2 separate regions of the Rattus norvegicus genome follow, and region 1 is linked to region 2. Evidence: chromatin contacts called from public Hi-C data. All regions are on one chromosome and are shown on one strand. The core of a region is the stretch at or near the end of the contact, and the rest is flanking DNA. Distances in the headings are between cores, read along the strand shown.

Region 1 (7,029 bases), core at 3,272-5,771, 120 kb after region 2:
ATTTAACATACACTCAAACAAACACATAAGAATCCTTTAAAGGATGGGAGAAATACGAACTATGTTACATAGTCTTCTCTAATAATTATCCATTAACTATTTTATTATTAAAATGAAGGCAAAGAAACTGCAAATCGACAAACAATAAATTAAAGACATTAATTGATGAAAGTAGTGAAACTTTTATGTCAGCATTGCTCCTGATAGGATCATTTTAAAATAGGTTAGACTTCCGGTCTTCCATGACAGTCATTCAGCATCCCAAAGTTCTGAAAAATCTAACGGCATCTGCCACTGATAACCTTTAAAGTCTCTGATGACCACTGAGTTCACACTTCTGTTAATTTATTTCTTTGTATCAATAATTTTTCTTGCAATTTTTTCCTCAATGCTGAAAGTAAAAATTCATTTTACTTATTTATTTGATATAAACTCCCACATAAATTCTAACATAACCCTGTTCTGGTTTGAATGAGTTACGCCTCCCATAGACTCGTGTATTTGAAACCTTGGTCGTCTGTGGTACTGTTTGAGGAGACTGAGGAACCTTAGTGAATCCTTGGTGGAGGAAGTAAGTCACTGTGAGTGGCTTTCGTGGTTTATAGCCTCACCTGCTTCCTGCTCCCACTTTGCTTCCAGTGAGCGAATGAATTGTGAACAGCTAATTTCTTGTCCCTGGTGCGGTTTCCAGCTACCGTGTCTGTGATGGAAATATAAGCCGAAATAAAGCACTTTTTACTTAAAAAAGGAAGTATGAGTTACTGAGTTATAGCAAAAACATTAGATTATATTTCTTTTTACTTTATTTTGGGTTTTGTACTGTTAATAGTTGACTCAAGGGCCTCATTGGGTTGTGGAATGTGTACTATAGCACTGAGGTGGGTTGTAGTGTGTGGGCTATACCACGTAGCCATAGCCCTGGTACTCAGAGTGCATTTCAGAAAGTTCTGCAAATTTTAAATTAATTAGCAGTGGCATTAAAGTTCATTTTCTGGTAAATCGAAGTGCTAATTTTGTGATCTCTTCCCCTTTCTTTCTAAGGTTGGGCCAGGTATCATGTATGTACTTCAAAGCTTTTGAGTGCCTCGATTCTCATCAATTTCAGATTCTTGTTAAAACAAAATGAAGCCTTCTTTAAAGGTCCTGGTTACTTTGAAATAAACTGGCATGGACTTTGCCACAACTCTAAGAAAATAGGTCATTTGGCAGTCTAAGAGGCAGATAAAATTAGGGGATATGTGCCAGCTCTTGGCATAGTAGTTCCCACTCTGCTTTTCCTTGTAAAGGCTTAGCTTTCTTTGATTTAAAACAAAATTCCTGAACTTCAGATAATTTCGATGCTCAAGGACAGTATACTGTGATGCTTAAAAACTATTTTTGATTTTTGAAAATCACAATGGCCTTCAGTTAACAACTGCAGAATTTTAAACACTCGTCACTGCAGGGCTAAGTACTGAGAGGCACAAGGAAAGGCAATGAATTAGTAAACATTTGGAGGTGTTTTGGAATTTCATCTGCTTCTCTTGCATTCTCAAGTTACATGAAGAATTGATATGATTGTATATTTCCTATGCTAACAAATGCTAAAAATTATCAAAAAGAACGAGTGTCATTTTGAATACGGAAGCACGATAAATAGCCATCGTGATTAGTAACACGTTAGTAAGAGGCATTACAACTGGGAGGTGATGTTAATGAGGGATTACTATGTACCAGTTATTAAATGCTTCATACATATTAATTTAGTCACACAACAGTCCTTTAAATAATCATGAAATTTATATTAATACTTATATTACAATATATTTCTCTCTTTCCAACAAAGAAACAGAGGAAATGAGAGTTTAGGTAATTTGGTCACAGTCACAATTATATGTTATAACTGGGCCTCTAACTTAGGCAGGAGGACCTGGGTCTATGAAAGGCTCTGGCAGATGATTTTCTGTCTTAATGTTACCTTGGAGAAAGAATTATGTGGCATTTTTCTCTTCATAATTTCTCCCTCAAGGCTGCCAAGAACAGTTGAAGAGGCGCAAACATTTCAGTTGCTTATTCATTACAGAGATCCTTAATTATGACTTAAAAGCAAATTTCCTCCAGGAAGTCAGGTTTTACATCTTCAGAATATATCTTTTGATTACATATGCTAAAATTGTATTAGAATAGTAATTAGGTCAGCTTGTAGTGAAACCGTTCTATCTTTCTTTCCATCATTTTAATGAAAATACAATCTTTGAGCAATACACAAGTTTGGGGTGGTTTTAGTTATTCTTGAGATTTTCAAATGGTATTTCCATGAGGTCGTAGGCTAGGGCAGGAGTTGGAGACAGAAGGTATATGTGGGACATGAGGGAATAAATCTTGAGAGAAACCAAGTAGAGACATTTCTAAAAATTTTAACTCCATGTCAAAGGAAGAAATTCTATCTTTCTGCTTTTATTAGTTTGAAATAAAGGTTCCACTGCTTGAAAGAGCTCGTTTGTCCCAAGTTAGTAATTTTGTATGAAAGGATCAGACAGGACTGGAAAGTGGTTTTTTGCATGTTTGTATGTTTTAGGGATGACAGATTGGTCTCCTTCCTTGTTGGAAATTCTTGTGGGTCATAGGCTTCTAGAACTAGAAACTAAGTCTACTCTAGAGCAGAGGGAGGCTGTGCTAAGGGAGTCATGTGTGGCCTGCAGGGCTCATCTGTGGAGGAGAGATCAATTCGCTGTTAAGACACTAGGCTGTGGTGTCGTGACCCTCAGGCTCACTACATCCATCCTTCACTCTTCTACAGACTTTCCAAGCTCTGTCCTATGTTTGGGTGTGGGTCTCTGCATCTCTCCCAGGCATAGCAGTGTCAGAGGCTGGTTTTCTCCAATGGGATGTGTCTCAAGTTGGGGCAGTCATTGGCTGTCCATTCCCTCAATCTCTCCTCCATCTTTATCCCTGTGCATCTTGTAGGCAGGACAGATTTTGGGCGTGGCTACAGGAGTTGGCCACTTCAGTCTCCATATCCCCAACTGCTAGGAGTCTCAGCTAGGGTCAACCCTAGAGAATTCTGGGAGCCTCCCCAATTCCATGTCTCCTCCTAGTCCCAGAGATGCCCTCCCACAGATTTTTGTTCTCTTTCCCACACCCCTGCTCACACCTGATCCCATTCCCATTCTCTTCCTCACCCCCTCTACCACCCAGTTCCCCCCTCTCCATCCACCTCCGATGTCTATTTTATTTCCCCTTCTGCATCTATGCAAGCATCTTCCCTTGGGCCCTTCTTACTACTTAGTTTCTCTTGGGTCTGTAGATTGTATCATGGTTTCTTTTATGGCTAATATCCACTTATAATTGAGTACATTCCATGTGTATCTTTCTGGGTTTGGGTCACCTCACTCAGGATGATATCTTCTAGTTCCATCTATTTGCCTATAAGTTTCATGATGTCTGTTTTTAATAGCTGAATAGTATTCCATTGTGTAGATGCACGTTTTCTTTATCCATTGTTCAGTTGAGGGACATTTAGGTTGGTTCCAGTTTCTGGCTATTACTACAAAAATACCTACACAGTAAATTAACCTGGGCCCATGAGAGCTCGCAGAGACTGAACCACCAACCAAAGAGCATGCAGGGGCTCCACTTAGGCCTCCTACGCATTTGTAGCAGATTGTGCAGCTTGGTCTTCATGAGCATGCCCTAACGACTAGAATAATGGAATTTGTGAGAGTGTGACAAGGAGGCTGCAATTGGAATGTAAAGTGAAAAAAATGAGCAAATAAATGAAAAATCATTTTTACTAACTTCAAAATAATAAAATAAGGAGAGTAGACTGGTAATTCTATGTAGAGGTCAAGGTTCTTTAGAATAAGCCATATAAGTCTGGATTCAGGCAGCAATTGGGGTTGCTGTAGTTTTGCTCTGTTCTTAGAAGTAACCCCAGAAACTTGTATTAAGATTCTGAATAGGTTTGGTTCCTTACCCTGGTAGATCCCTGTTCAAGAACAAATTAACTTGAGTAGTGGGAAAAAAAATGAGCTCTGAAACACGTATAAATTACTACTATAATTTAGTTAGGGTCTAGATGTATATATAGTTCAGTGGCAGAATGTTTCTCTCTATGTTCATGGCTTGAATTGCATCCCAGCATTGCAAACCAAAAGCCCATGAGGGGTGTTTACAATGAAAGGGAACACACATTGTATTCAGTGCTGAAGTGAATATGTATTGGAGACCTGAGCAGAGGGAGCAGTAAATATGTTGGGGAGTGGGGCCATGAGGTCTGAGCACTGACCAAAGTCATGTTAAGGATTCCTTTGACCCGTTTGTCGTCTGAGGGTAGGAACAGATGTGAGATCTCTTGGGACCTGGCTTCCATGAGAAGTCTAGGAGTGGCAGCATGGGTATCAGCTGCATGTTTTTCAGATCTGGCAGGCTCTGTCTGGTTCACTCAGTGAGCAGAGGCGATTCATTTTCACATTAGGCTTTGGGAATCTTTGCTATAATTTGAATTTTCCCTTTTGTCATCCCAGAAAGAGTCCACTAGATGTCACTCTTGTAACCTGGTAATGGGGATTCTAATTTTCAGCTGGGCCTTGCAAGAATTTCTGACCAAGATCTTATTATTAGATGATTTCCATCCCACCCCCAGGGCTACTGATATACACACTGATTATTTAAGGTAAAATTACCTTTCTTCTTTGGTTCAAAGTATTCACAGGGATTCCTGGAAACGATTTTCATTTTGTTGAATTAGCACTGCTGTTCACTGCCTCCCACCCCCCTTTTTGCAGGAGTTAGTCTGTCATTATATAATGTTAACATGGGGTATGCTGCCAATTCTTTGACTAGCTCACTGAGAGAGTACCACTCTGGGCTGCACACACTAACACACAAGCTAGATCTCTGTGGAAATTATTGAGAGCAGAAAGGAATGAAGGCTGGATTGTGGAATTAGCTTCAACCTGGGATGTGTTTGCTGGAGGAAGTGCCAGCTTTTCTGCGATCTTGGAGTGTCTCTAGGGTAGTTTTATAAAGAAGACTAAGTAGGCCTACAGAAAGAAGTCTAACTGTAATCTTGTAGGGAGTTAGCTTCAGCCATGGAATGAATGTAAGCACATTTGCAGGTACAGTAACATCCTGAGGGAGATTATATACTTTGAGAGATGTATCAGGTGCTTATGAAAGGACCTGTTAACAGCTGGTTAGGTCTGCATGTTAGAAAAGACAGTTGGACAGATTAAAGACCATGCTTTGGAAAAGCCCAGCCTGAGAAAGTTAGTTTCTTGAAATAAATCAATTACTTGCACAGTTCTTCCTCTTAGTCTGATGTGGGTTTTCATCTGTTGCAACAAATGTAGCAGAAAATGGAGTAAAGTAACAGGTGTGTGTATATCTGACTGTGTTTCCTGAGCATGTGTATTTGTTCTTCTGGAGGGAGGGGCACCCGATTTGTAACATGCATTGCTAAATGAATGAAAATGTTTATTCTAATTAATTTCAACAAAGAAAAAATACCAACATAACAGTAGAATAACTTTAGCTTAAATGCGATTGCCTTTTGTTGGAAAGGCAGTTGGGATGTTTTCTTCAAAGTTAGAGTCCTTACCAGGTTGTTTATTAGGACTTGGTCTTGATTGCTGGGAAAAGAATTAATTTTACATTATTTTGCCGAAAATACATATTTATATTTTCAAAGCAGTACTTTTCTCCACATCCTTCCCTTTTAATTGTCATTCCTGAGGCACAGAGCTGCCAGGAACAGCATCATACATTGACATGCTGTTTGGCTTGCAGCAAGGTCTTGGGAATTACGTCCTTGAAACACTGCTTGATTTTGCAGATCTGCATTCATCTAAATAGCTGAAAATATGTCCTGACTCAAGGGTTGTAGCGATGAATTGGCGTATCAGTGTGTTGAATGTCTGTGGCATAGTGTCTGGTGGGTATTGTGTGCTTAGTATAAATATTATGTACAAATGTACTTAACAGTAGCTGTTAAGGCCATTTCTGTACCCACTCCAGCCATAGACCTATGCTTACTTGCATTTTTCAGCTATTACAACAGCCCAACAAGTGTGACAGAAGCCCCTGTCCTAATAGTGTACCTTTACCGAAAGAGCTCCAAATTATGCAAAAGTCTTCCTTTTTCCTCAGTCTGGGAAATGTATCCAAGAGGAGAAAGGGTGTCAGTACGAACAGAGTAGCCAAATTGAAGAGTGGCAGGGAGCTAATCAATCCTAGAACAAAATCAGGGAGAGAATTTCTCCTTAAAACCTACATTGAAATCCTAGTGAAAATTCACTTCTGTGTTTAAAATGGTGATCCATCTCAGTATAACAGCACAGCACAGCATAGCATAGGCTAGTTTATAGGATTGTCAGTAGTATATCAAGGCTAACCCATGTTCTGAATAACTATTTTTAAAGTTGGCTTTAAGGAGAAATACAATGTGAAATGCAAATTGGAAATCCTGCTTGAATTTTTGCACAATAAATTCCTGATTGCCCATTCTTTATTGTTTTTTAATATGTTGGGATATGCCCAAATCCTTGTAAGTTGGACTTCAGGAAGGACTTCAGGCTTTTAGTAGTAATTACTCATACCTTGACATCATTGGAATATTACTTGGGTAGCAGCTTTCCACTCTTAGAAAAGCTGTCTGAAATACAGCCTAAAAACCTTTTTGGGTTTCTATCATGAACAGCACTGTGCATTTCCTGGACAATATCTTCTGATTATTCATGATGGAGACTGAAACCAGCATCAGCTGTGTTCATGTGCTGTTTCAGATAGACGAGGGTACAGAGGGTTTAAAACACGAGCACTATGAACTAGAAAAATAAACTCGTTTTTGCTCTTGCTAGAGTTTTGAACAACACATTGTATTTCTTCTTGTTTTTAAAATGTGGTTAATATTAATGTGTACATTTGGCAATTGGTTAAAATGCAACTCATAAAATCTTAAAAGAGGGGAAAGTCACTCTCCTCCCCGCAATATGTCATTATTGTTTCCATTGTAGGAATCAAATTAGTTAAGTTCAGTCCTAGTTCAAA
Region 2 (7,079 bases), core at 3,352-5,851:
TCACATCAATTAACAACCAAGGAGAGAATCTCCTGCAGATATACTCATAGACCAATTTGATCTGGGACATCTCTTAATCAAGGTTCCTATGTCAGATGACTCTGGGCTGTCTCAAGTTAAAACGAACTATAGAGTTCTACATCTATCTCAAGTTGACAGTTAAAACTAAAACTAACTAATCTATCTATCTATCTATCTATCTATCTATCTATCTATCTATCTATCTATCTATCTATCTATCTATCTATCTATGAGCAGGCTGACCTTAAGCTTACAGACATCCACTTGCCTCTACCTCCCAAGTACTAGGATTAAAGAAATGTTTACTACTATGTTTATCATGTTATCGTTTTTATCAGCTGACTTCTTGCTACTAGGAAGAGACTTTTTTTCAATTATGAAAAATGTATAAAAATATGGACTCTTAAAATCACATTTAGTCAATAGGTTATATTCTGTAGCTGTTATTTTCTCATATCTACAGGTTTGGCTACTGGACACTCTCTCCCTCTCTCTTAAATTATTTTATGTATGTGGGTGTTCAGTCTGCATATGTACTACATGCAAGTCTTATGCCTTTGGAGGTCAGATGAAAGTGTCAGATACCCAACGCTTTAGTTAAAGCTAGTTGTGATCTGCCATGTGGATTCTGGGACTTGAACCTGGGTCATCTCGAAGAGTAATAAGTACTCTTAAACGCTGAGCTGCCTCTTCATTCCTTCCCCCGATATGAATGTCTTAAAGATGGCTCTTGTATACTTTCCCCCTATCTTTATTCATTGAACACTTTAACATTTTTTCTGTACATTATTTCTAGGTTTGCCACCCTGCTAATGCTCCTGGACAGTTTTCCCAATGATCCTTGGTTTTATTGAGTGGAGAAACTAAGATTCCCAAACTCGACGTGTTTATATGTAACTACAAGCTTTTAACCCTCAGATCAGCTAGTCTTTACATAATGAGTTTTACCAGGACTGTTACATGCCATCGTTGTCCCTTAGTTTTATGTTATTTCTCAGCCCTGAGATTTAATGTCACTGAGAATATTTAGCAGCCATGTTTATTTAAGTTTGCACTGTGAAAAAGTTTTAATTGCTCTCAACCATGGCTTCAAGGATTTTTCTCTATGTGCTGCTTTCTTAACTTTTGTTCTTTTTGTTTTTTACTTATTTATTAAATAAAGATGTATATTTACCCTTAATTGAGAATTTTCCTCTTGACAATGGAACGAGGGTAAAGGTGATTCTTATTAAGTTGTTATTCATTTATATTATCCGTTTATCTGGACTTAATTTGAGATGATGTTTAGTCTTGCTTTGTAAAGAGGTCTGTACTGAATACTTTTTTTGTGTTCATTGCCTAGAATGTCCTTTCAAAGGCTGACGTAGTGCTGTTATTTGGAGTGTGGGAATCCAGCTATAGGAGTTAGTTTATGTGGGAGTCTGGCTGGGTTTTCAAAATTTTCTTTTCTATTCAAAGCTTGTTTTACATTTCTGTCATTTAAGATTTGATTTTTCTCTTGAAGATAAAAATGTATAACAATGCTAACTGGCCTCGATTTTTTGTTGGTTTGTTTTTAGTCATTTTTATGGTATATCTATCAAACTATAAGATGAGTTCTTTTAGAAAATAATAAAGCTTACAATATGAAACTAACTACTCATAGTTTTTAAACATTGAAATATATAAAAATCCATAGTTGGAGGTCAAATTTTATTTCTTTTCATTATATCACTATGGTTTCTAATAGCCTTTTCCTCCATTGTTGAATAAGTATTTTGGGATTTAAAACAATCTGTGCTTGTGACAATAGATGCACTGGCCAGGCATCAGAACTTAGTAGTGACAGACTCCATTTAGATGATGAGTGTTTTAATGACTTTTTGTTTTTCTTTTCATAAAAATATATTGCATACCACAGTTAAGATAATTTTCTAGATACCCAATCATCCTGACTCCCATAAATTGCATCAAAGCAGCTTTTGAAACTTTATGTGAAGAATATCACAGCCATGAAAGGAATAGCATAAAGCACAAAATATGCACAGTTAGTTGATAAGCAGTAAATTTCTACTGTCTACCTAGTATGATTATATATTGTTGGAAAATACATGTGCATAAAACAACTGTAAAATAAACAGTACTTTTAGCATTACCAATTAGATATAGTTTAAAACGATGGTGATTCTGTGATAAAGGCAGGATGCTTTTGTTATATCATTCAGTTCATCTCTTTGTTTGAATTGGGAGCGTATATCTGTTAGCATGATGTTTTCCATGTTTTAAGTTCTTTGCAATTAACGAATCAGTTTTGCTGCTGCTTCTGATAGAAATTGGTGATCTAATTTCATACGTTGTTGGGAGAGCAAAGCACACTAATCACACTTTTAGTCTTAAACTAGGTCTAAATTGTTGGCATTCCTAAGCAAAGTTTTGTTCCAAATAGTTTATAAATTGTTGGTGCTCATGGAAATACTTTGTAAAATATTATTCATAGTCAATGATTGTCAACAGTTTAATAGCTGCTTATAGGATCATGGTAAGTGGTGGTATGACTTTGGGTGTGAATACTTGGCTATTCACAGCACCATTTTTCTCATAGTAATTAAAATGGGGCAATAAAACTTATTCCTTTTAGTTGCTGTGAAGCATAAATGAGATGATATATGAAGCATGAGTATACTTCCTTTAAATACTTTGGCCATACTATATTTTTATTGGTCATTTTATTTATTTACATTTAAAATGTTATCCCCTTTCCTGGGTTTCCCTCCACGAACCCCCTATACCATCTCCTTCCCCCTGCTTCTATGAGGGTGATCCCTCCACTTACCTACCCATTCCAGCCTCACTTCCTTAGCATTCCCATAGGTTGGGGCACCAAGTTTCCCCTGGACCATGGGCCTCTCCTCCAACTGATGCCAGATAAGGCAAACCTCTGCTGTATATGCATCTGGAGTCATGGGTCCGTCCATGTGAACTCTTTGGATGGTGGTTTAGTCCCTGGGAGCCCTGGGGCATCTGGTTGGTTGATATTGTTGTTCTTTTCAAGGGGTTGCAAATCCCTTCGTCTCCTTCAGTCTTTCCCCTAACACCTCCGTTGGGGTTTCCATGCTCAGTCTGTGGCCATAATATTTTCAAATATTTATTTATTTGTTTATGTCCCAATCACTGCCCCCCTCCCGATCCCTCCCTCACTAAGACCCTTTATAGCCCCACCGCCCAGTGTCTGAGAAGACAAGACCCTCGTCCCTCCCTGGTATGTCAAGTCTCTACCAGATTAGGTGCTTCTTCTCCCACTGAGATCAGAGAGGTCAGCCGTGAAGACTGAGCTTCCTGTCTGCTACATATGTGCCTGTGGGCCTTGTTCCAGCCCATATATGTTCTTTGGTTGGTGACTCAGATTCGGACAGCTCCCAGGGTCCAGGTTTGTTGACACTGTTAGTCTTCCTGTGGAGTTCCCATCAGTCCTTCTCCCAGGTCTTCCTTAGGTGTCCCTGATCTCCATCTCGTGTTTGGCTCTGGGTATCTGCTTCTCTTTCTGTCTACTGCTGGGTATAACCCCTCAGAGGACAGTTATGCCAGGCTCTGTTCTTCAAGCATAACAGAACATCGTTTATAATGTCAGGCGTTGGAGATTGTCCATGGGGTGGGTTTCTCGTTAGGCTGGTTTTTGGTTTGGCCATGCTGTTTTTATAACTCTAACTTGTCTCTGTTATTTGACCTATGAAGTCCTTGAATTTAGAACTCTTAAATTGGCTTGTAGTTTTGTTTCATTGGAATTTGTTTTAGTGTTTGTGACAGGAGGGAGGAAAAGAGAAAGAAACATATGGATATGACTGTAGAAAGAAAAAAAACATTAAAGTAAATTATGACTGAGGGAAAAGTTTCAAACAGGAGGCTTTCCACATGTTCATAAGAAAGTTGAGCAAAAAAGCCACAAGATTGTGAAATTCTGGTCCTTTTGGCTCTTCATGTTTCAAGAAAGAGTCATGACAAAGGAAGTACTCACAAAGCGAAGAGCAAACACCAGGAAAAAAGACTTTAGAAAGCTATCTCCCGAGTTCACTTTTGAATCAATCCATGTAAAGCAGAAAGTGCCTAAGAATAGAGAGTGACTTCTGCTCAGTTTTCTGCTGAAGGCCTCTGACCTTAGTGCTACTTCCTGTCTCTGAAAGCCACTTTCTTATCTGTATGCTGAGAACTTTGGCCTAAAGTCTTTTCATAAATAATATTACTTGGTGTTCTTTCGTTTTGTTTTTTGATGTATTTTTATATATTCAAAATGGAATTAGCATAGCATTTTAGAATTTATTATTTTATTGTTTTAAATATTACTCTGAAAACATGATAAGCAGTATAGTGTAACAAATTTTCAGTACCCAGTTTAATAAATTATAACTTACCATGCTTTATTCATAATCCTGCTTATGATGGATCTTCCAAAGAATGTGTACAAGTAAAGTTTAGAACTCACATAACTTCCTTTTTAATTATCTCAGAATATATTGAATGGGAAATGACCTTGTTAAATCCTCAGTAAAGCTGGCAGAGTGGCTCAGCTTGACTACCTGAGTTCTATCCCCGGGATCCACATGGTGGCAGGAGAGAGCCAAGACATCGGGTTTCCACAGAGACTGTGGCAAGCATGAATGCCAGTTCTATCTCTGTCTCTCTGTCTCTGTCTCTGTCTCTCTCTCTCACACACACACATTCACACACATTTAAAGCCTAAATATGCAGACCATTATTACACTTGAATAAAAATAGTAATTAATGTAATTAAGCATGCGAGTGCCATTCAAATTTCTGTGCCTCAAATTTGAAATCCAAAAGCAGGCCGCAATTCCTTCTTTACCTCACAGTGCCTCTCGAATCTTTCATTTTCGTTATGATTTCCATAATTTTTTCTTTTGTCCTGTTATGGAAATTGTGTTTCTGTGGTGTCTCAATTTTTAACAGTACATAGACAAATCTGTAAGATTATTTGAGTTTTTATTAGAGTTTTCCTTTCCTTAAGAATATTTAATAGGAAATTATGATTGTTTTCCTCGGTATCACATAAGATCTTTTTGTAAAGTTGGAAGTTATGTTTTATTATCAATAATGTTTGCCCACATCTATTAATTTAGTAGGAATTGCATGGCTTTGGGTTTTCTTCATGGTTGGTAAAATTTTATAAAACAAAGCTTTCTGGATGCTGGGGAGATGTATAAGTTGGCAAAATGCTTGCCATGCAAAAACGAAAACCTAAATTTGAATTGTCAGAGCTCACCTAAAGCTCTTGGCAAGGCAGCTTGTGTTGGCAACTCCAATGCTGGGTGATCAGGGTGCAGAGAGCTAGATGGATCCCTGGTGCTCTGAAAACACCGATCCTAGCCGATCAGTGAGTTCCATGTACAGCTAGAGAACCTGTGTTTTGTTAAATACGGTTTAAGTGATTTAGTAAGGCATCTGTCTTCATCTCTGGCCTCCAGATGTATTTATAACACACACACACACACACATGCACACACACATGCACACACACATACACACACACGCACACACACACATACACACACATGCACACACACATGCACACACACATACACACACATCACATACATACACACACATACACATACACACACACACACGCAAACATAAGTTACATCTTTAACTACTTGGTTATTCTGGGTATCGTTTACTTATTGAAGGTTAGGTAGATGTAAAATTTTTCCCTTATGAATCTTCACAATATGAATTTATTCCCTACTATATACCAGTGGTTATAGGTGATTAAAAATTCATTATGAACCCACAAAATTTAATACACTTAATTTGTTTCAATCAGATAGCAGGAATACTTGTATTCTCTATTCTTGGACATTTTCATTGAGAAGAAAACAAACAATTGAGTTAAATAAGAAGTAAAAATACCAAGTCTTTATTCATATTTTAATTTTAATTTCAAAAGTGTGTGTGTGTGTGTGTGTGTGTGTGTGTGTGTGTGTGTATGTGGAGAGGTGTTTAGGACTACATATTATGACAAGCTTGTGGAGGACAGAGGGCAATTTTGGAGAGTCAGTTCTGGTCTCTTACCTATTTAGTTTCTCTTATGTTTTCTGTGTACAGCCTATTCCAGACTAGCTGACCTATGAGCTTTCTGCCTGCTCTCTGCCCCCTCTCTCTGCCTCCCACATCACGGGAGGAATGCTGGGATTACAAATGCATACCACCATAGCAGGCGTGGGTTCTAAGACTAGAACATCTCAAAATATTTTATTACCTTTGGTTCTTCCAGGTAATGGTCTATTGTTAGAATTTCTGCAGCTTTTAGAATATTAGTGTTAGCTATCTAATTGTATCAACACATATATATGTTATGTTGAATATACATATCATATACACAATCAAGCATATATATATATATATATTCACTACTGGCACAGGCGTAGTCATCTTTGAAATGTCTTTCTTCATTGTTCTTAAGTGCCTGCCAGTGTCTGTGTCCTGGAGGGAGTCAGATTGCAGATAGTGAAGATGGGAATATGTGTGAAGTAGCAGCAATAGAGGGCCAGAGGAACTAAAGAGCCGTCCATGTTTAGAGAAGAACTATACTGAATGTAAATTGTTTTGGGGTGTGGCAAAAGATATATGGAGTGGTGAGTGATTTTATCAATTTCAACAGAAAGAACTCCATCATAAAGAGTGCAATGTGTCATGTCAAGAAATATTATTATTTTAAGAATTTTAGTATGAAAAAAATCTTGATCAGATTTTTGGAAGTTCTTTGTATCACATGAAGAGTAAACTGAGGTCAGTAATAAAGAGCATAAGAGCTTAGATAGATGTGGAAGATACCTGGCAGATCAAATAATCAACCAGGAATTATTGATCAGTTGGACATGAACACAAAGTGAAAGACAAGAGTTTAGGGTAACTTAGGGTTTTGATTGTGCATATGCTGAGATGTGTTTTCTATTAATGAGATAGTGACTATAGGAAAGGAAACAGTGTTGGTTAATGGTGTGTGAGTTGACTGAACTGGGATATCATTTCTGTTTAGGGCATCAACAGCTGGTAGGATTTTGGGC

The links. A called contact is a pair of places that touch in the nucleus more often than the background predicts.
Region 1: a Hi-C map of the A7r5 cell line shows a contact between it and region 2, with 12 times the contacts expected there. The contact joins two enhancer-like sites. A contact is called at or near these places in 4 of 12 Hi-C or Micro-C datasets (the A7r5 cell line, the Rat2 cell line, Schwann cells and 1 more).

Annotation. Positions count from the first base shown.
Region 1 is chr17:52,334,825-52,341,853 of GRCr8, forward strand. All of the region lies in intron 9 of Sugct (succinylCoA:glutarate-CoA transferase), which reads left to right. Among named protein-coding and RNA genes, the nearest start is that of Sugct, 270 kb to the left of the region's middle. Within about 2 kb of position 4,522, at least 4 of the 93 cell types and tissues checked have an H3K27ac peak or open chromatin away from gene starts, as enhancers often do.
Region 2 is chr17:52,210,045-52,217,123 of GRCr8, forward strand. The region is part of intron 6 of Sugct (succinylCoA:glutarate-CoA transferase); the gene reads left to right. Among named protein-coding and RNA genes, the nearest start is that of Sugct, 140 kb to the left of the region's middle. Within about 2 kb of position 4,602, at least 5 of the 93 cell types and tissues checked have an H3K27ac peak or open chromatin away from gene starts, as enhancers often do.